Regions from separate parts of the Sus scrofa genome. Here region 2 is linked to region 1. The links are chromatin contacts, called in public HiChIP or PLAC-seq maps. All regions are on one chromosome and are shown on one strand. Each heading gives the region's core, a stretch centred on a gene start, on an enhancer-like site or on the middle of the called end of the contact. The rest is flanking DNA. Distances are from core to core; before and after follow the strand shown.

Evidence for each region. HiChIP or PLAC-seq counts read pairs in DNA pulled down with a chosen protein or histone mark.
Region 2: a contact with region 1 is called in an H3K27ac HiChIP or PLAC-seq map of skeletal muscle, with 3 times the contacts expected there. The contact joins two enhancer-like sites. A contact is called at or near these places in 2 of 47 Hi-C or Micro-C datasets (embryonic fibroblasts and heart right ventricle) and 1 of 2 datasets of contacts at active chromatin or transcription factors (skeletal muscle).

What each region holds. Positions count from the first base shown.
Region 1 is chr14:20,692,348-20,695,047 of Sscrofa11.1, reverse strand. The region is part of intron 16 of PALLD (palladin); the gene reads left to right. Among named protein-coding and RNA genes, the nearest start is that of CBR4, 72 kb to the right of the region's middle. Within about 2 kb of position 1,352, at least 29 of the 83 cell types and tissues checked have an H3K27ac peak or open chromatin away from gene starts, as enhancers often do. A contact at or near this core is called in skeletal muscle, where this site is marked.
Region 2 is chr14:20,901,862-20,904,561 of Sscrofa11.1, reverse strand. All of the region lies in intron 2 of PALLD (palladin), which reads left to right. Among named protein-coding and RNA genes, the nearest start is that of PALLD, 120 kb to the left of the region's middle. Within about 2 kb of position 1,426, at least 24 of the 83 cell types and tissues checked have an H3K27ac peak or open chromatin away from gene starts, as enhancers often do. A contact at or near this core is called in skeletal muscle, where this site is marked.

The DNA.
Region 1 (2,700 bases), core at 103-2,602:
ATTATGGCTGAGCAGTATTTCACTGTATTATGTACCACATCTTAATCCATTCATCTGTCAGTAGACACATAGGTTGCTTCCATGTCTTGGCTGCTGACAAGCATAAATAGTGCTGTGTGACAGAGTGACATTTAAACCCCATAAGCAGCAGCAGCCCATTTCTCCACCCAATTCTTTTTTTTTTTTTTTTTTTTTTTTTTTTGTCTTTTTGCCATTTCTTGGGCTGCTCCCGCGGCATATGGACGTTCCCAGGCTAGGGGTCAAATCGGAGCTGTAGCCATCGGCCTACGCCAGAACCACAGCAATGTGGATCCGAGCTGCATCTGCAACCTACACCACAGCTCATGGCAACACTGGATCTTTAACCCACTGAGCAAGGCCAGGGATCGAACCTGCAACCTCATGGTTCCTAGTCGGATTCATTAACCACTGAGCCACGACAGGAACTCCTCTACCCAATTCTTGGTGTGGGTTATCACTTGTTGCTATAAGAAGTCAGTAAGAGAAACATTTAACACTTCATAATCTCAACTTTATTAACAGCTGTTGTTGTATATAAAAGGATTTTGCCATTCTTATAATTTGTGAATTAAAGCATGATTTAAAAGAAGCATGACCTAAGTAGACATTGAAGAAATTCTCAGAGGTAAAAAGCTAAGTTTTTCAAGAGATGTTTATCCCAAAAGCGAAACATCAGCTGGTGCTGATCCCCAGCTTCCTTGATGTTCTTTGGTACCTTAATTTGTTCCCACATCATACAAGGATTTGGGTTTGAGAGGGAGATGAGTACACCTCTTTTCCCTGGTACACTGGCCTCCACGATGTGCGGTGCCCGCAGCAGAGGGGGAAAGGCTGACAAGAAAGGAATCGGTAATGAGAGGCAGATGGCACACTCTCCCGAGCAGGGGACGTCATTACCGATTTCGGCCAAGAGAAGGGGCGAGAAGCAGGGGAGGGGGAGATCCTGATGGCCAGCAGATGACTTTATAGGATACTCTTCCCCTGGGGCTAGCCTTTGGGGAATAAGAAACACATTGGATAATGTTGGTTGTCCTGTTTCCTCTTGGGATAGAACACAGCACTGGGCGAGTGCTGCCCCGGGGGTCACCCCGAGAGACAAGCAGTCACACAGCTTGGTGGAGTAACAAGGAGTTGTGCACGTTGCACCAAATCTGTGCCAAAGTGAGGGCCACAGTCGCCGCCTCTTCCAGCCTCTAATCCCATCTTTTAAGACACAGCCCAATCTAAATGTGCGTGTTTGGCCTTGTTTTGCTGCATTGCTAGGTTACCGTCTTGCACTGGGGTTTTGGACCGGCTGCTGTGCTCAGCTGGATGCTGGATGCTTCCTGGAATTGCATTGTGTACCAGAGGCAGGCCTTCCTGAGAGAGCTGAGAGTTAGGGTTTAAAAATGGGGAGATGGAGGTAAATAATCACCACGTAAATAATCAGCCTCGCCTGAGGCACTGGGTGTAACAGAACCACTTTAAGGATTCAATTTTAGGACTTTGTACTGTGGTTTTAAACGCTGTGGGCTGGCTGGGAACAGAAAAGCAGCAAGCAGCTGAGTTAAATTTAAAAGGCCGGTTAATGGTGTGTTTGCTTCAGCTTTGTAAGGTTTCCTGGCTTTTTCCAAGCTTCACTGACGTTCGCTTCCATGATTCCTTCATACGGTGATAATAAAGCAAGAAGAAATGGGACCGTTGAAGTGAACAGTGAGCGTCAAGGTGCCCCAGAGCCGGATTGACTATGGCCCCTAGGTTCTCGATTTAAATTGCTGAATGCTTATTTTGGATGCTCTTCCTCAGAAAACGTTCAGACCTAAAAATCTGAACTTAGAGTTGTGCATATTGGAGGCATCTTTTCAAAAATGCTTCACTGAATTCTGGATTTAAAATGTCAAAATTATACACATGTTAGTTTAGATGCTTTCTAAATATTCCTGTTCACTTACTGGTTAGGAATATATTTGGGCAATAATAGTATATCATCAGATGAGCAACTATCCCTTCTGAATTCTAGGCCTTCCCCCTTTCTGTTTAGAAGTGAAGGATAGTGCAGGAATAAAAAGGTGACGAGTGATATATACTCCTTTTTTTTAAGTTTGGGATGTTCAGGAACTAGCCTGTGGTGGTATTTGTCCATATGGTTCTAAGCAGTAGCACTGAGAGCCCTAAAGTCATGGTAGAAACATGCCATCTATGCAGAGCTGCCTGCCAGCCTGTTCACCCTGTTTAGAGAGGGAGAGAAGGCAGGGTATGTCCCCAGCAGGGGCGGTGGTTGGGGTTCAGTGGGACACTCCTGCTGGACCTCAGGCATGGCCGTCACGTAACAGACATGAGGGATGTGCCTGTGTGTGGTGTCCTGCGCAGTGTGGGGCAGAAAGGCAGATCTGCTCATCGCACACCCCACCCACCTCCTGTTAAGAGAGCCTTGCTTTTCCTCTGGAGTAAATTACATCCTGATACCAAAAAGAGGAAGAAAACTCCATTACGTGTGAAAAAAATTGCATCAAGAAAACAGTTCGTATCCATCTGGTTGTTGTTACAATGACATCTGTATCCAGTGCTGTAATAACGTAATCCCCTGAGCATTTATTATGTGCCAGACACAGGACCAAGCACTTTTAGCCCATTTAGTCACCCTGAGAGCCCCTCCCCCAGGTGATCAGGAGGGTCCTGTTTGACGAATGAGGACCCTCC
Region 2 (2,700 bases), core at 177-2,676, 210 kb before region 1:
AGCGGTGGTGGCAGGGCTTAAGGCCCAGCAGCCCTGCCCTCAGTGGTGCCTATGTCACCTCCTCACATCATCCCCTCATCGCCTCTGTGGCTGATCCCACACTGGCAAGCCAAGCACCTACGGCTGGCTGATCCAGTTCCCAAGCGTCTGTCCAGTGGGAACTCAAAGGACCTGTGCTCACTTAACTTTGTGCCTCACTCTCATCCGACTGCAGTGTTCAGGGTATAAGCTGTAGTCTAACAGCCCACTGAAAGCTACCAGGTAGCACCTCCATGTCCGCTGGGGCCAGGAAGCTGGTTAGAGGAGTTCCAGGAAATCTTGCCATAGACGTACTGGGTCCCTTGGCAGCTCTCAGTCGGAGGTCCGAGTGCCATGACCCTGGGGCAGAGGGAGGCTGCAGCCCATCTGCGCCAGTCTGTGTACCAAAGGGGTTAAAGGAAAGTATGTGGAAATTAAATTAGGGTCTTATGAGAAAATTTTTCACTAGAGCTTTGGTGGACCTTCAAAAAGGCAGCGTTGTGTGATGGCTATTGAACCTCTCTGGTTTTGCCATGGTGCGACCTTGAGCAAGCTGCTTGACCATGCAGCCTGTTAATAAAGCAGTCTGTGACGTTTTCTCATGTCCTTCGAGAAGGCGATGTTGCACCGTTCTCAGAACGCCACGTGGAAGGACATCCCGTGTGTGTCCTTCTCACCTCTCCAGGTCTTACAGCAGGTGGCCGGTGAAGTCTGGCCTCAGACACAGAACTCCTAGCTTTAAATCCGTGTTCTCCCCACTGCAGCACACAGCCTCCATCACTCTTAACCTCCGTGGACGTCACTTTCCTTATTTGCAAAAATGAGACATTTGGCCCAGAATGTAATGGTCCATTCCAGCTTAGAACTCTGTGTCTGATATGAATCACTGGCTGGAAGGGAGTCTCAGAAATCATTTAGTCATATTCCTCGCTTCCAGCAGGACTCGATCTAAACTATTTTGAAAAGAAAATGTCACACACACACACCCCTTTATTTTTTCACAATCCTGAGCAGGAGTGTTGAGTGCATTCCAGAGAGAAGGGAAGCGAGGGGCTCCGGGCCCATCTTGTCTCAGCAGACGCCAGCGTCCCAGGATTCGTCTCCACAGCAGGAAAAGGTCACAGACACGCTGTGCTTGGAAGGGAATCCTGTGAGGCGGGGCCAGAGAGGGTGACTGTGCTATGAGGGAAAGGGGGCAGGGTGACTCTGGAAGAACCTCAGGCTCATCACGGTTCTCTGGAGGGAGCGATGACGCAGCCCAGGGTCAGGACACAGAGGGGTCCTCATGCCTTGAATGTGACATAGAAAGTTGTGCGCTCGCCCTGCCCTGGCCTGGGAGGACAGGCCCCATCCTGACATGGGCCAGGACCTGCCCAACCAGGTCCTCCTCCCAGCGCCAGGTGGTCCTTGGCCACTGTCCAAGGAGGAGGGGCCATCCACCATCAGACTGAGTGACAAGGTTGCCATCACATTCCCGTTACTCAGCTGATTGGTTTGTACTTTTCAAACACCCACTGGCTCCCACATTCTTCCCATTTCTGTCCTGTGAGGGGAAAACAAACACCTTGGAGTCCAAAGGCTAAGCCCACACCTGGGGTCGCTAAAGGCCTCAGTGTCTCTGAAATGGGGGCCGGGTCCTAACAGTCCCCCCTGCAAAGTTCAGCAGCCCCAGGTTTGGGGGAGGAGCACAGGGGAACCAGCCACCAAGGCAGCCCAGGTCCAGGTCCTTTCTCTGAGCCATGAGTCACTGTGGTTTCTTTTTATTCGGCCTTAATTTCATCCCCAGGCCCACATCAACCTTACAGTAGTCTTACCGTCCTTGCTGTATGTCAGGCACATAATCATGTTTAATCCCCACAAAAAATATTATGCGGTAGATCTGTTATCCTGCTTTGTTATGTTCTGATAAGGAGAAGCATCCTGCCCAAGGTCACAGGCTAATAAGTAGCAGAGGCAAATGGAAATGCAGCCCACCTCCCAAAGCCTGGGCCGAGAGCCGGGGCCCTTCCCTTGAGCCCAGACTCATCCTCTTGGATTCAGGCTGTGCCTGGAGCAGCTTGTCAGCCAAGGTCCACCCAAGTTCTTGGGCTTTGCTGGGTCTTCCTCCCATCAGCTGCAGCCCTGACCTGCAGCCTTTCCTTCCATCCTCATGATATCCAGCCGACGTGTCGCCTCCGGGACCCTCATCCACCCGTGCCTGCCTGCCTTCTCCCCTCACCTTCTGCCCAGGACCAGGTCACCCTGAGGGGACCTACCTTCTCCCCCCACCTTCCCCTCAGGACCAGGTCATCCCCCAGGGGACCATGGCCATCCTCACAGTGGCCCCTCCTCCCCAGCACGTGCTCAGGCCCACTAAGCCCTGAGGGTGCCACCGCCCCCCTCCCACTGCACCTGTCCTGCTTTTACTTTCTTGGAAGGAAAAATGTGATGTGTTAATACAGCCACACGTTCAGGTTCAACCTCCTGAACCCCACAGAACAAGAGGTTTCAGGGCTGCGGGGGCCCCTGTACCATGACTTTATGTGATGAATGTAGAGACTGGGACCCAGTCTCAGCTCTGAGGCAGAGCCGGGCTGCTCTGGATACGCTCAGCACTGTCCTCGAGTGGCATGAAGTGGCATTCCATCCCACTCACACAGCCTGGCTGGTGTGGCCCCCGGCTGGTGCTTAGAAAGGGGTCCT